2 separate regions of the Hordeum vulgare genome follow, and region 1 is linked to region 2. The links are chromatin contacts, called in public Hi-C maps. All regions are on one chromosome and are shown on one strand. The core of a region is the stretch at or near the end of the contact, and the rest is flanking DNA. Distances in the headings are between cores, read along the strand shown.

The links. Hi-C and Micro-C count contacts between places; a contact is called where the count stands out from the background.
Region 1: a contact with region 2 is called in a Hi-C map of seedling, with 3 times the contacts expected there. The contact joins the promoter of LOC123430221 here to the promoter of LOC123426563 in region 2. A contact is called at or near these places in 3 of 6 Hi-C or Micro-C datasets (leaf and seedling) and 1 of 1 datasets of contacts at active chromatin or transcription factors (embryo).

The regions. Positions count from the first base shown.
Region 1 is chr2H:439,991,682-439,995,550 of MorexV3_pseudomolecules_assembly, forward strand. LOC123430221 (glycerophosphodiester phosphodiesterase GDPD2-like) reads left to right here and starts at 2,409. Exons shown (of 8, transcript XM_045114104.1): 1 at 2,409-2,843; 2 at 2,936-3,129; 3 at 3,789-3,848. The coding sequence starts at 2,747.
Region 2 is chr2H:439,837,413-439,841,311 of MorexV3_pseudomolecules_assembly, forward strand. LOC123426563 (probable serine/threonine-protein kinase PBL7) reads left to right here and starts at 2,633. Exons shown (of 5, transcript XM_045110421.1): 1 at 2,633-3,019; 2 at 3,606-3,805. The coding sequence starts at 2,830.

The sequences.
Region 1 (3,869 bases), core at 1,159-3,658, 150 kb after region 2:
AAATGCATTATGATGATATGATCCAGTGCAAACAACAATAGTAGTGGTGAGCAGCTGAGAAAGACTGTCATAGCAGCGCGCAAATCCTCTAGCGGGCAACACACGTTACTCTAGCGGGCAAGAACTACATCCCGCCACTTCTTCTGCCCTAACAGTGGCGGGCGGGTCGCCTTGCTCATCATTGCTCGACTTCTCTCATCCATCGCTGCTAGGCATTCCTGCAGTAGTGCGAGCCTCGCCGACCGCGCACCATCGCCTGTCCGACCGGTCCTCGTAGCGTGTCGGTTGCGCCCTGCTCTATTGCCATCCGGGTCGACCGAGCCATGCCCCTTTGCTGGCCGTGCTGGGAGGATTCCACCGGCCAAGATGATGTCATAGGAGGCCACAACAAGGTCAAGCTCATCCGATTCGAACCGACAACGATCGATTCCGGCGTCCAACGACCTTTTCCGGTGTGAAGTGACAAATTCCGGCAAGTTTAGGGAAGATTCCGACAAACTCCGCGACGGCGTGTTTGTTCCGACGAGGTTTGACTCGTATAAGGGGCCTCCTCAGTTCGTCCTTCCAACCTTTAAATATAAGGGTTTCAGGTGTTGATTTTTTGTGCCCCTTCAAAAATTTACGGGTTGACCACTTTTACGGTTTACTTTTGAACACTTTTAACGAAAAAGGGTTCCCCCGCTTTGTATTACAAAGCAACCAACCGATACAACCAGTGCTAGGTGGTAGGGTAAACATCACAATAGAAAGACAAAAGAAAAATAAGAGAAAAAAACGAGCAACACCAGATCAACGAAAGTTGTAGTGTCCGGCAACTGTTGCTGCCACCAGATAATTCGACTACACTCGAGTGGCATCAGATTGTCGTATGCCTAGCAACACCTTCAAGAAGGACTACGACGACAACCACACTGCTCCCCGGACAAGTCCTAGGATTTCTCCCGGCACACGGAGGGGAGTGGGGGAGAGGTACATCCGACGCCCTTCAGGAAGGGTGGGGTGCCCGTAGGCGTCACCGCACCGGTGTTGGCCAGATCCCACAGAGGTTTCTCCCGACCCCTCGCACCCACCGCCCGGAACCAATCCTTAGCTCCACCATGCCAACCACCCACCAACATGCGCCACCACAGTCACGAGGACACCACCGTCGTCTCACCACAGCAAACACAACAAGGCCGGCTGGACTGAGACACAACCACCATAGAGAGGGATCGGTAGTACCACGGCCGCGTGGGAGGGGTCAACCTCCACCAGCTCAAGCGGTAGTAGACGGTCGCAGGAGCAGGGGCAATGCCGGACCAACTGCCCAGCCGGACCCATATCAGGCCCGTTAAGCCCCCGCCGCCACGCTGCAGCAGAAGCAACACAGGAGGTGCCGCCAGACCAGCCGGAGATGACCCGCCGGAGACCGAACTGGCCCACCCCGACCCAGATCTAGGCCCAAAGGGCCCAGATTTGGGCCAGCATGGCGCCGTCGGCCAAGCTCCGCTGCCAACCCGTCGCGCCGCCGCCCGATCTGCCTCGGGGCATGGCCCGCCGAGGGCCACCGCCATCAGAGCACACCGCCCGAGTCGGGAACCGCGATGGGAAAAGGGAGGGGGCCGCCACCGCCGGCCTCACGGTGCCGTGCAGGCAAGCGCCCGACCATGCCTGCCGACGGCAGTGGCGAGAGGGAGGAAGGAAGGGGAGGTTTGGCGACGGGGGACGAAGGGGCCGTCCCGGTCACCTCGCTCAAGGAGGCGTCGTGGGGGTATTTGGATCTGCTAACCTGATCCTTGCGGGCTAATAAGGCGATCGTTTTGAACACTTTTTTGATTAAAACTGTAAAACGTGAAAAAATTATGGGATTTATCATATATATGGGTCTGTTAGAGTTGCTTTTATATACTCCATCCGTTTTAAAATATAAGACCTTTTAGGGATTTCACTAAAAGACTACATACGGAGCAAAATGAGTGAATCTATAATCTAAAATATGCTTATGTACATCCGTATATAGTTTATAGTACAATCTTTAAAGTCATGTTTGCATTGTCGTGTCTCCAACAAGTACATTTGTATAGAAAATACAGACCTCCGACGGCCGTTTATTTTACAACCAGAATTATATTTAGGAACGGAGGGAGTACTTATAAACGAGAGATAATAATGGTACAAAGCGCGTTCGTGAAAGTAACACTTTGCTCCGAGTTTACGCACGAATGACATATTTTGCACCCAAAAGCCAAAATCACCCATCGGGCGCGTCCGGTGCCCTCTGCCGTCCATTCTGCCTTCCTCTAGAAAACTGGAACAAAGCGGGCGCCAGCGGGAGAAGCTTCGCGCGCCCTGCATGCCTCCTGACTCCTGTCGCCTGGGAGGGGATATCCGGCGGTATAAGCCTCCGACGCTTGTCCCCGTCACATCCTATTCGCCTCCAACATCCAAAACCAAACCTAACGCGACCCCTCCGGAGATGTGTAAACCTTATCGCTTAACCTCCGCCCCTTTCTATTCTCACGTTTATCGCGCGTTTGAAGACACGAACGAAACGAACAGGCAAAGCGTGTGTGTGTATATATAGCGTCCTCCGCGGCTCCTCTCCCACATCCACAGCCAAGCAAGGGCCCATAAGTATTCGCCGTTTAACCGCCTCGGCCATCCTCGGTTGGCGCGACCCAGCGGTCGCAGTCGCACGTCGCCGCAGCCAGCCGACGGCACGTTCTTTCGTCCTTCGGCTTTGTCAGCGTACTATAGCCGTACGCACATGGCCCAGCCCAAGGCCGTGCGCGCCGCCGCCACCGCCGCCGCCGTGGTGCCGGACATCGCCGCGCAGCTGGACCTCGCCTCCGCGTGCATCAACGGTACGTGCGTGCGCGTGACTGAAATGCATGCGTGCGTCGTCGGTGGATGTACGTATAGCCTCATTGCATATCTTGTCCGAGTTGCCGCGCAGGCGCCGGGTCGATGATGGCTGCGCCGGCTGCCGTGGGCAGGCCGCCGCTGGTGGTGATCGGCCACCGCGGGAAGGGGATGAACTCGCTGGCGTCCCCGGACGAGCGGCTGCGGGAGGTGAAGGAGAACTCGGTGCGGTCCTTCAACGACGCCGCGCGCGTCGCCGGCGTCGGCTACGTCGAGTTCGACGTCCAGGTAAACTATTACAGCCGCAACTACGTACCCATTAGGGTTAGGTATTAACCGACCCCCGACGGAAGTCTCGATCGAGCTGGCGTTTGTGAAGTGAAGGGTGCCATGTGCAGCTCGGTCCTCTCCTTGGGCGGTGGCGGTGGGTGGCACGCGCCGGGGCAGGCTGTCTCCAGGTGCTGGCGAAGCGCGTGTACAGCACTACAAATTGGGCGACGTACCTGCCTGTGTGGATAACATTCCTCGGGCTCCAAATTTGACCGTGCATTTCCTTTATTAGTTCGGTCCAGGGCTCCAGGCGTCCAGCACGACTCCATTCCATCCGGATTATTTTTAGCCTAGTGGGGAAGTCGAGAAACCGTTTTTCTTTCTCTCCAGGGCTTTTTTATTTTTATTTTATGATCCGGCTGCGCTCGACAGACCTGGCAAGCTATGATGCGCGTGTGCGTCGTTTCATTTTGACGAAAAAAAGGTTTTTCTTGCTTTTATATATATAAAGCAAGCAACACCGAACAACCGATAGAAATGCAAACCCCACACGAACACAACACACTCACCCAAGGCTAAAAACACACAAGGACGCTGGAAACAGCAATTTCTCCCGCAACTGCAAAAGTGTGAAGTGTGACGGTTTTTAAAATGTCACATTCCATTTTGTTATTCAGGTGACCAAAGATGGGTGCCCGATTGTCTTCCACGACAATTTCATCTTCACCGAACAAGATGTAAGTGTCCAACAAACTCCC
Region 2 (3,899 bases), core at 1,383-3,882:
AAGAACAACGTGTCTCTGGCATCAACACTGAAGCACTTATACTTGGGAAGACTCTTTGCCACGCCAATCTTGACTTTCTTCACCATTGCATCAAGAAGCTGTGCTGCTCGGACCTGATCTTCCAAGGTAGGAGAGATCTGAAGGTTTGCAAGAAATCCCTGAGGTACTAACTGAAGGTTGAGCTTCCTGAAAGACTCACAAAGGCTAGGCTGGAGAGGTTTCAGAATAAGACTGTTGCAATACGCCTTCCTACTCAAGGCATCTGCCACGACATTAGCTTTGCCTGGCGTGTACTCAACACTCGGATTAAAATCTTGGAGCATTTCCACCCAACGAGTTTGCCGAAGATTCAGGTTAGGCTGAGTGAAGATGTACTTGAGACTCTTGTGATCGGTCAACACTTCAACCTTTCGTACCAACAAGAGGTGTCTCCAAGTCATCAGAGCGTGTACCACAACTGCTAGCTCAAGATCATGCACATGATAATTCTTCTCCATTGGCTTCAACTGCCTGGAGGTATAAGCAACCACTTTCTTCTCTTGCATCAGAACTGCACCAAGACCCTGAAGAGAAGCATCGCAGTACACCTGGTAAGGCTTGGAATCATCCGGAGGAACCAAGACTGGAGTGGAGGTGAGCTTCTCTTTGAGTGTGTCGAAGGCCAACTGGCACTCTAGAGACCAAGCATACTTCACACCTTTCTAAAGAAGACTTGAGAGCGGCTTAGCAATCTTGGAGAAGTTCTCAACGAACCTTCTGCAAAAGCTTGCAAGACCGAGAAAGCTTCAAAGCTGCTTCACATTCTGCGGAGGCTCCCATTCAACAATGGCATGCACCTTCGACGGATCAACTTTGATGCCCTCGGCAGAGATAATGTGCCCAAGATAGACAACTTCTTTCAGCCAGAACTCACACTTGGAAAACTTGGCATACAACTTGTACTCTCTCAGCTTATCAAGCACCAATCTGAGATGTTCTTCATGTTCTTCCTCAGTTTCATAAAAAACCAGAATGTCGTCGAGATAGAGAAAGACAAAGTCATTCTTGAACGGAGAGAATATGTAGTTCATCAAATGACAGAATGACGAAGGAGCATTTGCCAGACCAAAAGACATGACCGTATACTCATACGAGCCAAAACTAGTCCTGAAAGCAGTCTTGGGAATATCTTCTTCGCGAATGCGAATTTGATGATAGCCCATTCTGAGATCGAGCTTGGAGAAGACCTTAGCACCTTTCAACTATTCAAACAACTCAGTTATGTTCGGAAGTGGATATTTGTTCCTGATTGTCTTCTTGTTCAATGGACGGTAATCGACACACAGTCGGTCCGTGCCATCCTTCTTTTTGACAAACAGAACTCCACAGCCTAAATCCCTCAACTCATAGTCTGCTAGGGCCGCTCTAAATCTTTCCATTTGGCATTGTGCTCTAGTTGCCCCTGTCTTCTCATGGTTATACATTATCGCATTAAAATCACCACCACACACCCATGAGAAGTTAAGTTGCTGGTTGAGGACGCGGAGCAATTTCCAAGTTATCTTCCTTTTATCACTTGGAGGCTCTCCATAAATGCCAATAAATCACCATTTGAATACATCCTTTTCCATTACTTGTACATCAATGTGATACCTGGAGTAGCTGTGCAGCTCAATTTGTACTTCTTTCTTTCATAATAAAGCCACTCCACCACTCTTTCCTTCATAGTCTTTCACCATTATGTTTCCCCATACCTAGCATCCACTTAAACCTTTCCATCATCTTTTATCAAGTTTGGTCTCAGATAAGAAGAGGATGTCGGGATCCACCTACTTCTGGAGATCCAGAAGTCCTCTCACCGTCGGCCATTCCCCAATCCTCGTTAGTTCCATGCTAAATTTCTCATTTTGGCTCGCCAGACTGTCCCTGCAGTTCGGCGTTCACAATTTTTGAGTTGGTGTTTTCTTCTTCCTCTTCATTCCCCTCAACCTTCATCTTTGACTTCTTTGCTATTTCTATGTCGTCAAGTCCATCATGTTAGCCTTCCTCTTCTTTGGTTCCGTTATGTTGCTGATTTTCTTCCTTCCTCTCCATTCGCCTAAAGGTATCCCTTTTTGCATTTTTTTTCTCACTTCTGAAACTTGCTTTCTTCTTTGTTCTATACCTCTCCCCCCTTATGTGCCATCATGAATTTTATTGGCCCTTGTGATTCATGATTTACTTTTGTGGTGTTGTTAGTCTTCCTTTTATTTTTTTCCATTTTATTTCAGGTTTTTGTTTCTTTTCCGAAATATTTTTCATCGGGATTACCGAAGTAGCATCACCTGACTTGGTTAAATCCTCACTTACTTGGCTGCCTGATATGTTTCTCGTACTCCCTCCGTCCCAAAATAAGTGACTCAAAAATGACTCAACTTTGTACTAAAGTTAGTGTAAAATTGAGTCATTTTTAAGTCATTTATTTTGAGACGGGAGGGAGTAATTTGTTGCTCTTCGATATTTTGTCAAAAAGAAGGCAACCAAGATGGATCACACTAAAAAAGAAAAAGAAAACTGAAAATGACAGTGAGGTCCTAACCTCCCATAGACCATGGTTACCCGTTTCTTACCAACCCCAGTCCCGGGCCTGTTAAGACGCAGCGGCGCAAAACGGCAGCAGCCAAAAGCAAGGCCGAAACCGCGTCGGCTCACGGAGTCCACCAGCAGTCTCCTCCCCTCCTCCTCCTACCCCCGCCTCCAAGGCCCCTCCGCCCGCCCGCCGACCTGGTCCGCTGGTCTGGGGTGCTCCTGTCCGGCACGAATCCAGCGGCGTTTGTTGCGGGAATGCGGGGAGTTCATTGGTGAGCCGCTATGGGTTGCTTCCCGTGCTTCGATTCGAGCTCCGACGGGGAGCTGCTCTACCCCAAGCAGGGCGGCGGCGGCGGCGGCGGCGGCGGAAATGGCACAGGCGGACGGACTGCGGCTGCGGCATCGTCCTCCGGCGTCGGCGCCCGCGAGGAGAGACCCATGGTCCCACCGCGCGTCGAGAAGCTCCCCGCAGGTGCGTGCGCCTCTCCGATCGGCCTTCTGGTCGATTGATGGGAGTAGGATCGGATCCGTTGATGGTTTGATGCTCTCTGTTAGTCTCTTCTCCCTTTTCCTCCCACCGGCACCGCGGGCCGGAGTGGAGGGGAAGAGACGCTCGGTCTCAGCTTCTGACTTGTAGATTCGTGTAAGATAGTAATCGTTTCCTTAGAGCAACCCGGCCTTGCGCAGAATAATAGGTCAGATCTGGATCTTGTGGCGATCTTTTCGTCGACTTTGCGTGACCGTGGTGGCTGGGCAGTGGAAGAAGTGCCTCATGATGCTTTGATGCTCTCTGTTGGACTTTTCTCGCTGGACTATAGAATCTAGATGGCTGGTGACGATGGGCAAGGTGATCCTGGTGAATGGATTGAGGGAATAGACGTGAATAAAGTGTGGTTAGTAATTCCCTAAGATATTTCTGATAGAGTGTACAAATATGTGACCTACCAGGCTGGTTTTCGCGATTTGTCGTATGATTAGGAGTAGAATGCTTTTTTGGGTTGTTGTCTTCCTTCATCATGATTGTGTCTTCATCTGCATGACGATGTGAATATGTGCAGGGGCTGAGAAGGCAAGGGCAAAAGGCAATGCCGGAATGAAGGAGCTTTCAGATCTCAGGGATGCCAATGGTAATGTCCTCTCTGCGCAGACGTTCACCTTCCGTCAGCTTACCGCTGCCACGAGGAACTTCAGGGAGGAATGCTTCATTGGGGAGGGAGGGTTTGGACGTGTTTACAAGGGCCGTCTTGATGGAGGCCAGGTAACTTGTTTTGTTGGCAAAGCTAGGTTTTAGTTTTTGTTTCCGTCTTTCTTGTTTCTTGATGTTTAGAGTAGTACCGAGGTCACTTGGTTGT